Regions from separate parts of the Sus scrofa genome. Here all the other regions are linked to region 2. Evidence: chromatin contacts called from public Hi-C and HiChIP or PLAC-seq data. All regions are on one chromosome and are shown on one strand. The core of a region is the stretch at or near the end of the contact, and the rest is flanking DNA. Distances in the headings are between cores, read along the strand shown.

The links. Hi-C and Micro-C count contacts between places; a contact is called where the count stands out from the background. HiChIP or PLAC-seq counts read pairs in DNA pulled down with a chosen protein or histone mark.
Region 1: a Hi-C map of embryonic fibroblasts shows a contact between it and region 2, with 2.2 times the contacts expected there. The contact joins the enhancer-like site here to the promoter of SSSCA1 in region 2. A contact is called at or near these places in 2 of 5 promoter capture datasets (fetal liver and fetal skeletal muscle) and 4 of 47 Hi-C or Micro-C datasets (embryonic fibroblasts, epiblast stem cells, heart right ventricle and 1 more).
Region 3: an H3K27ac HiChIP or PLAC-seq map of alveolar macrophages shows a contact between it and region 2. The contact joins the promoter of MAP3K11 here to the promoter of SSSCA1 in region 2. A contact is called at or near these places in 3 of 5 promoter capture datasets (fetal liver, fetal skeletal muscle and liver), 10 of 47 Hi-C or Micro-C datasets (alveolar macrophages, embryonic fibroblasts, fetal liver and 5 more) and 2 of 2 datasets of contacts at active chromatin or transcription factors (alveolar macrophages and skeletal muscle).

The regions. Positions count from the first base shown.
Region 1 is chr2:6,716,653-6,719,480 of Sscrofa11.1, forward strand. It overlaps LTBP3 (latent-transforming growth factor beta-binding protein 3), which reads left to right. Exons shown (of 28, transcript XM_021082854.1): 19 at 345-473; 20 at 738-905; 21 at 1,095-1,178; 22 at 1,480-1,608; 23 at 1,713-1,850; 24 at 1,945-2,085; 25 at 2,231-2,392; 26 at 2,491-2,571; 27 at 2,656-2,787. Among named protein-coding and RNA genes, the nearest start is that of SCYL1, 15 kb to the right of the region's middle. Within about 2 kb of position 1,304, at least 43 of the 83 cell types and tissues checked have an H3K27ac peak or open chromatin away from gene starts, as enhancers often do. A contact at or near this core is called in fetal liver, where this site is marked.
Region 2 is chr2:6,683,194-6,685,961 of Sscrofa11.1, forward strand. SSSCA1 (Sjoegren syndrome/scleroderma autoantigen 1) reads right to left here and starts at 1,371. Exons shown (of 5, transcript XM_021082852.1): 1 at 1,265-1,371; 2 at 1,018-1,169; 3 at 801-885; 4 at 1-401. The coding sequence starts at 1,283. The coding sequence ends at 58.
Region 3 is chr2:6,638,703-6,641,402 of Sscrofa11.1, forward strand. It overlaps MAP3K11 (mitogen-activated protein kinase kinase kinase 11), which reads left to right and starts at 1,359. Exons shown (of 11, transcript XM_021082851.1): 1 at 1,359-1,548; 2 at 2,274-2,700. PCNX3 (pecanex-like protein 3) reads right to left here and starts at 1,231. Exons shown (of 34, transcript XM_021082830.1): 1 at 560-1,231; 2 at 11-198. The coding sequence starts at 712.

The DNA.
Region 1 (2,828 bases), core at 54-2,553, 33 kb after region 2:
CATATGTCGTGGGTGCAGACCAAAAAAAAAAAATAAATAAAAAAAAAAAAATAAAGACATTGGGAGACCAAACTGAAAGTCTTCAAATACAGGGCTGAGTTAGAAATTCATTCTCTTGTCAGTGGGAACCGGTGAAAGTTTTGTGAAGTATCAAGCACCAAACGTGCACACATCTACCCAGGTGCCCAGAGAGACATGGGCAAGTGGGTTTCCTGTTGTGCTTGCTTTGAAGCCAAAGTGGAAATTCAGGTTCTAAACTTATGTGAGGCCCTTGAGGGACACTCCCGGGAAGGAGGGGCTAGTTTCCTTCTGAGACATTCTTTCTGCTCCCCTCACTCGGGAAGACATAGATGAATGCAGCCAGGACCCAGGCCTGTGCCTTCCCCACGGGGCCTGCGAGAACCTGCAGGGCTCCTACGTTTGCATCTGCGATGAGGGCTTCACGCCCACCCAGGACCAGCACGGCTGTGAGGGTGAGTGCCCCCTCAATCTAGACAACTCCCCTGAGCGACAGCTGGTATCTGGGGATCAGGGAGAATCTCTTTCCCCTGGGAGAGCCCAGTGGGGCCAGGCCTCGCAGGAGGGCAAGGACGCCACATCAAGAATGGAGCTTGGCTTTCCCAGGGCCGCCAAGGGGAGCCAGGGGGGTGGGGAACAGAGGGATGAGGTGAGTGGGCTGCGTGGACAGGCGAAGAAGACATTCTGCTGGACCCTGAGCTGTTCTCCCCTCCCCTCAGAGGTGGAGCAGCCCCACCACAAGAAGGAGTGCTACCTTAACTTCGACGACACCGTGTTCTGCGATAGTGTACTGGCCACCAATGTCACCCAGCAGGAGTGCTGCTGCTCGCTGGGGGCTGGTTGGGGAGACCACTGCGAGATCTACCCCTGCCCAGTCTACAGCTCAGGTCAGGAGTCAAGCTGGCCCTTTCCCTTTCCAGAGCCTCGGTTTCTTCATTTGGAAACGTTTTGGGGGACAGGGCCCCTCCCTGTGTAGGTGGGAAATGAGGCGGAGAGCTCTGACCTGCGCCCGACCGCCAGCACGCACGCGCTCAATCCTGCCTCCTTCCTTCCCCACGGCCGCTGTCTCCTCGTAGCTGAGTTCCACAGCCTCTGCCCCGACGGGAAGGGCTACACCCAGGACAACAATATCGTCAACTATGGCATCCCGGCCCACCGTGGTAAGCCTCAACACCGCTCCGCCCGCCTGACACGCTCCGCTCCTACGGCAGAGCTTTGGCCCGCCGGGATCGCGCCAGTGCTGGCTGGTCTGTTTCCCCGCCCTGGGGTAAGGCCCGCCCACTCCGTCACTGTCTGCCCCGCCCCTCCACCAGGCCCCGCCCCATCACCGCGGGCGGAAAAGCCCCTAGCTTAGGGTTTCCTCCCCTTCCAACGTAAGCCCCGCCTACACGTCCTCGGCCGCAGGGCCGGAGTGGCCCGGCAGGTGCAGAGTGCGGGCGCCCACGGCCTGTCACTCCATAGACATCGACGAATGCATATTGTTTGGGGCGGAGATCTGCAAGGAGGGCAAGTGCGTGAATACGCAGCCCGGCTACGAGTGCTATTGCAAACAAGGCTTCTACTACGACGGGAACCTGCTGGAATGCGTGGGTGAGTGCAGCTGGCCCCCGTGGCCGTGGGAAAGCATCGTGGAGACACCCACAGTCACCTGACTCCGGGCCGGTTCCAAGCACTGGAGCTTCTCCTCCCCGCAGACGTGGATGAGTGCTTGGACGAGTCTAACTGCCGGAACGGAGTGTGTGAGAACACGCGCGGTGGCTACCGCTGCGCCTGCACGCCCCCGGCCGAGTACAGCCCCGCGCAGCGGCAGTGTCTGAGCCCAGAGGAGATGGGTGAGGCACGGGTCGGCAGGCTGGGGAAGCAGGAGGGAAGCTGGCCGAGTTGAGCTGTGACTTCCACCCCTACCCATCCCCTCGCTGCCTGCAGACGTGGACGAATGCCAGGACCCCACAGCCTGCCGCCACGGCCGCTGCGTCAACCTGCCGGGCTCTTATCGCTGCGAGTGCCGCCCGCCCTGGGTACCTGGGCCCTCAGGCCGCGACTGCCAGCTCCCCGAAAGCCCGGCCGGTGAGGGAGAGGGTCGTCTTGGGCTCTCCAGAGCCCTCTCCTCCACGTGGAGACCCGGGGCCGCAGTTCCCGCGAGGGTGGGTTGCAGTGGGGGCAGGCTGTCCCCGCTTTGGGCTCTTCCCTGACACTGGGTCCCCTTCCACAGACCGTGCCCCGGAGCGGCGGGACGTGTGCTGGAGCCAGCGCGGAGAGGATGGCATGTGTGCGGTCCCCGTGTCTGGGCCCGCCCTCACCTTCGACGACTGCTGCTGTCGCCAGGGCCGAGGATGGGGAGCCCAGTGCCGCCCGTGCCCGCCGCGCGGCGCCGGTGAGCAGGCCCTGGAGGGATCGGCCCAAGGGAGTTCGGGGGCGGGGGCTGGGGTGAATGGATGCCGCAGACCAATGACCGCCCCCTGCCCTTCTCAGGGTCCCAGTGCCCGACGTCACAGAGTGAGAGCAATTCCTTCTGGGACACGAGCCCCCTGCTGCTGGGGAAGCCCCCGCGAGGTGAGGGTAGAGGGAGGGGCAGGGGCGGGGGCCCTGGCCGTCGCTGCGGGCGCTGTTGACGTCTGCTTCTCCCTGCCCGCGCAGAAGAGGACAGCTCCGAGGAGGATTCAGACGAGTGCCGCTGCGTGAGCGGCCGCTGTGTGCCGCGACCGGGCGGAGCGGTGTGCGAGTGTCCTGGCGGCTTCCAGCTGGACGCCTCCCGCGCGCGCTGTGTCGGTGAGCGGGGCCGAGGGCGCGGCGCCGAGGGCGGGCGGTGG
Region 2 (2,768 bases), core at 121-2,620:
CAAACCACACAAGAGGAATAGCTGTTTTTCTAGAGGATTCTTCTCAGGAGGGGTCTTTTAGGGTTGCAGCTGCTGCAGGCTGCGCAGGGCTTCAGCACAAGCCCGGATAAGGCTACACAGCTGGATGCTCGTCTCCAGGGAGGTGCTAGAGCCCAGCTCAGCTGAGGCCCAGGCCAGCTTCTGCAGGAGAGCCTCCCGTGTGCAGGCCACAACTTCAGCATTTGGAGGCACAGCAGGAGGGGGCGGCCCCTGGACTGCCTTGAGCCCTGCTGCAGCTCCCTCACAGTGCTCTGGACGGGGGACTGGGGGCTGAGGGGCTGGCCGAGAGCCTAACGGGGGCTCCGAAGCAGAGGCGAGCTGGTGCTCCCGAGCTTGGGAGAGGGCAGCCTGGGCATTCAGAGCTAAAAGAGGAGAAAGCCAGTGGAATGGTCAGGATACCTGGCCTGCCTCAGCCCCGAGCCACCTCCCTACTCTTTACTTTTACACTGTTCTGCTCTTTCTGTTCTTCAGAAGTTTTCCCTGCCCCTGTGTAAGGCAACTCATTCCTTTTCTTCTCTGTATCAATTATTTATGTCCTTGCTTCATCTCTCTCATCAGAATTATGCCTAATTAAGCTCAGACTCTCCCATGGTGTTGGGCACACAGTGTAGGTTTTAGTGCTTTTACTCAACGAGTGGTCCTTTCTAGAGCTGAAAGGAGAAAGCACCTTACCCCCGCCCATCAATCATCTTCCAGGCCTACTGTACTGTTCCTGAGCCTCTATCACCACACTTCTTCACCAAGCACACTCGATCCCTCACCCGGATTATCTTTATCCACGTCTGAATCGAGCTCCTGACAAGCCACGCAGTAGATTTTCCGCTGTTTGTCTTGGAGGAGGATCGTCTAGGAGCCAGAAAGCATACGGGGCAGGGGTGAGACGCTAGGCGATGCGGTCCAGAGTGGAGACTTGAGGAAGGGCCGTGCGGCCTAGCCCACGGCCCCATCCTGGTTCCCACGTCCCGAGTCTCTCCTCACCCCGCAGTCCGCGCACGTCTCGCCCAGCATGCGGTAACCACGCAGCAGGTAGTCGCCCATGAGCCGGGAGATGCGATCCTGCCGCTCCCGCCGCGCTTGCAGCACCTTCGTCTCCGCTTCAGTCGGGGGCTCCCAGGAGAAATCGTCGACTTCTGGGGGAAGAGAGGCATGAAGGGTTGAGGGTTTTGCTGAAGCAGACTGCCTCCCGTACCCCGCAACCACCGGCCCCCGCAGCCCAAGTTCTCACCAGCGCCGTTCAGAGCCATGTTGCCGTTGTCGCCGATAGACTTACCGGAAGTGACGCACAAGCAGAGCGCCCTCCTCTTGGCCCCGCCCCCTCGTGTTGGGCGGAGGAAGAGGGCGGAAATGCGCTCACTGTGCTCCTCTGACGTCACGATGCCCAGAGTGGGGCGTGTCTGCCGCAGACTGGAACCTGTCCCGCTGGCGCGGCTCTCGGTGAGAGCTCCGGGAAAAAACTTTTCGACTGGTGGGGCCTCAGGAGCGGCGTCTCCGTGATACCACCGCTTAGGTCGCAGGACCCGGAAGTGGCTGTGTACGGTCGCCCTTCCTGCCTGCTGCGGATGGCTGGAGAAATCTCCGCTGGCCTCCACCTCCCCCGGGGTTTCTCTTTCCGCACTGGCGGGACCTGGGGCCAGCCGGGAAGTGACATTATCTCAATAACGACACTCTTGATAATAACAAATGGCCCCTTACACACGCGTGGAGCCTCTTGAGACCTCAAGCGCTTCTCACTTCAACTGGCAAGGCAGGCCAGGCGGCGATCGTTCTCGCTTTCTATACCTTTCCGCCTATTTCAAGATCCCTCCCTTTCTACAGTTTTTTGTAGTCCAGTTGGCCTACCCCCTACTCCCCTCCAAGGCCTGGTGATGATGCAAAGGCAGCCCCTAAACAGACTTTTTGTTTTGTTGAAGTTTGGACCCTCAAAAAGAAAAAACAAATCTGGAGCTGTGGCTGTGCTGGGCGTGCGCAGTCGATTCCATGCTGTAGGGTGGGGCTGAGGGGCTTGCTACACGTGCCTGTGACCTTACCCTCTTTGGGTGGGGTGCTGTTCAAGTTATTAGTGCTCCCTGGACATTGGCCTTGGTGATTTTTTTTCTCTTTGTTCTTTTTCCATACACGTCCTCTCCCTGAATACGTTTGGAGAGGACAGGTGGAGCAGGCAGTGTCCTCAGAGGGCAGCCCTAGGGTCTCAGGGCTGTACACCAAGGCAATGGGGAAGGAGCTAGGACTTAGCCACCCCCCCCACCCCTCACCCCCACCAATCTCATTGGCAATCTCCTTTGAGAGCACATGCTTTCAGATTTTTGTCTTGGGTTTTTGTTTTTGTTTTTTTGTTTCTGGCTGTGCTACAGCATGGGGAAGTTCCAGGGCCAAGGATAGAGCCCAGACCACAGTAGTAACCTGAGACACAGCAATGACAATGCAGGATCATCAACCCACCAGACCACCAGGGAACTCCTCACAGTCTTAAGGGAGTTTTTTTTTGTGTGGTTTTTTTGTTTTTTGTTTTGTTTGTTTGTTTGTTTTTTGTCTTTTTAGGGCCCCACCCGCAGCCTATGGAGGTTCCCAGACTAGGGGTCCAACTGGAGCTGTTGCTGCCGGCCTATGCCAGAGCCACAGCAACACCAGATCCAAGCATGTCTGTGACCTACACCACAGCTCACAGCAATCCTTAATCCTTAATCCACTGAGCGAGGTCAGGGATCGAACCCACAACCTCATGGTTCCCA
Region 3 (2,700 bases), core at 109-2,608, 45 kb before region 2:
CCCCGCCTACCTGGGCAGACTGCTGTCCCCCTGGGCAGGCTCTTCCTCTGGGTCCCCCATGGTAGAGTTGCGCTTCTCCACAATCTCGCCCTGGTCGAACATAGCATGCAGCCGATAGTTCACAGTCTTGATGGTAGCGAAGATGACAGCCACCACAAGGCAGTACACACCAGCCACCATCAAGCTGGGGGGCAGGACCTGGGGGCGGCAGCAAGTCAGGTCCCTCTTCACACAGCCCTGTCCCTACCACCTACCACCACAGTCAGGACTAGGACACACAAATTCATTAAACTCCATCACGCCTGCCGGCTGCTAATACAAAGACCCTGCGAGGCAGCCCTATCTCCAGCATAACTGGAATGAGATTAAGTGAGATTCAAGGTCACCCAGGCCAGGGAAATTCTGGCCTCTCTTCCACACACTCCAGACTCCGCAGTGAATCCTCTTCCCACACCCCAGCGCCCCAGCCACAGCCCAGAATCCCTGCCAGGTTGCACCCCTTCGTGACATCTGCCCTCCCTTTCCCCGGCACGAGTTACAGGTGGCCGCAGCATCTCACCATATACAGCAAGAAAGGAAAGGTGAGCAGGAAGATCCAGACATAGAGATGGAAGCAGTTGGAGAAGGTGCTCTGGTGTGGGTCGAAGAACCAACCGCCGGTGAGCGAGGCCCACACCCCCTGGCGCAGGATCTGCAACACCTGCGACCCCATGGCCCCGCCGCTGCTGCGCGCGCCCCCCTCCCGGGACCCTCATGGGGGCGGCCCCCGGCCCATGCCCCGCCTGGCGCCCGAGGGCCCCGGGGCCCAACCTCGCGCTCACGCCATGGCCTCCCCCAGCGGGGGAGAGGGGTCGGTGGGGCGAGGGTGCGGGCAGGGGGCGGGGCCGGCCAGGGCAGTCAGTGGTGCGAGACCCAAGAGCCGGGGTGGAGCCGCATCAGGGGTGGGGTCCAGGCCCCCACCCCCGGCCCAGAACTGCTCCTAAGGGCCGGACCGGCGGGCAGGCGCAGGGCACGGGCCGGGCACCGGTCGGCGGCATCCAGAGGTGGGCGTGGGGTGGGTGCTCCGGGGGTGCAGACGACGGCTCCCACGGTTCCGGCCCGGGGAGAGCCCCGGGACCCTGAGGTCCACTTCCGGGGTCACAGGTCACTCGCTTTGGGCTCCGCGGTCGCCCCGCTTCTGCGGGAGCCGACCCAAGGGGGAGGCCGGAAGAAGGAGCCGCGAGCCGCCAACCTGCAGTGGCGCATGCGCCCGACGAGACCAGTTGGGACCCGGAAAAGGAAAACCTTTCGGCTCGAATGCGCAAGCGCAGGGAGGTGGTGGACCGATAAGAAGCGGGAGAGCCCGCTGGGCTTGCGCAGCTGAGGAAGGGACGATCCAAAAGGCACAAGTCCTTGAGCGCATGCGCACACCTAAGCGATGCCAACCTAGCCGCGATCACTGGGCGGAACGCGAGGGAAGAGTTACTAGAGGCGAGGAAAAGGATGGAGGCGTGGACACCCCTGGGGGCTAAAGCCACAGTTGTGCGCTACTGGAGCAAGCCCCTCTAGGTGCGCCCTTTTTAGCGCTGGACGTCAAACGTCACGAGCGGCCTCTACTTCCGGGTCAGAGCTCAAACTCAGAGTGTAGAGAGAACAGGCAGGACTAGTCGAAATAGGATAGTGTCGTTTTTCTTAAAGTGACAGGCTCAAGGCAAGGGGGTCCGTCGCGCGGTTGCGAGAGCGATTTAGCTATTCCAAGTGCCATCACTGGACAAATTTCAGGAGCACAGTCTCAGGTTTCCATCCCTTCTTGGGAAAGAGGCATGAATTGTTTCCCAGGTGAAGGGAAGCAGTAAATCTTAGACAACGCGTTCCAAGAGCTCCAAGTGCAGCCAGTTTCGTCCTCCATTCTTGCCTACCCCCACTGCCAGCTCTGCAAAGCGGAGCTCCTGGCCCCAGTTTCAGACATGAAGAGAATGAAGCGCAGAGAAAGGGTCACACGGCCCTGCAACTTCGGAGCCAAGACCACACTCGGGTTTGCCCCTCTTCCAAGCCAGGATCTTTCCCCCAGTTTTACAGATGCAGACGTAGAGGGCGGGGACGGTCCCTCCTTAGCAGAAACCAACCTCGACCTTAAACCTGTTGTCACGGGAGGTGGGGGCTACGGGCTACACTTCCTCTCCTTCTGCCTCTCATTGCCCGCCTACCCGGTAACTCCCAGACCAAATCGCCCTGCAGCCTCTGGGAGGGGAGCGGTGCTACCCGCCCGCGTCATCTGATGCTGTTTCCTGCAGGAGAGAGAACAGCGGAAAAAAGTGAAACTCCACCCTCCACCTCTGCCTCCCGCCCCCGGGGCCAAAGTACAAAGGGAGGAGGAAGAAGGGAACGGGGTTGGAGCCATCGGGTCGCGAGAGCTGAGCCAGGAAGAGGCAGCTCAACCTAGAGACACTCCAGCCACCCCCCTGCGCAGAGACCCAACGGGAGTCCAGGCACTGCCCCTCGCTGGCCCCACCTTTCACTTGGCGGGTGCTGGAGCTCGGCTCCCAGGACTGCTCTGGACTGAGGGACGCCCGGGCCCCTCTGTGCCGGCCATGGTGAGACATCGGAGGCCCTGGGGGTCCACCCCCCCAGCCTGACCACACTGCTTCCCTAGGTCGCCCTCCTCCGGAAGCCCGAGATGCGGTGGGCCGGGAGGCGACACTCCTGGCTCCCCAGAGAGGC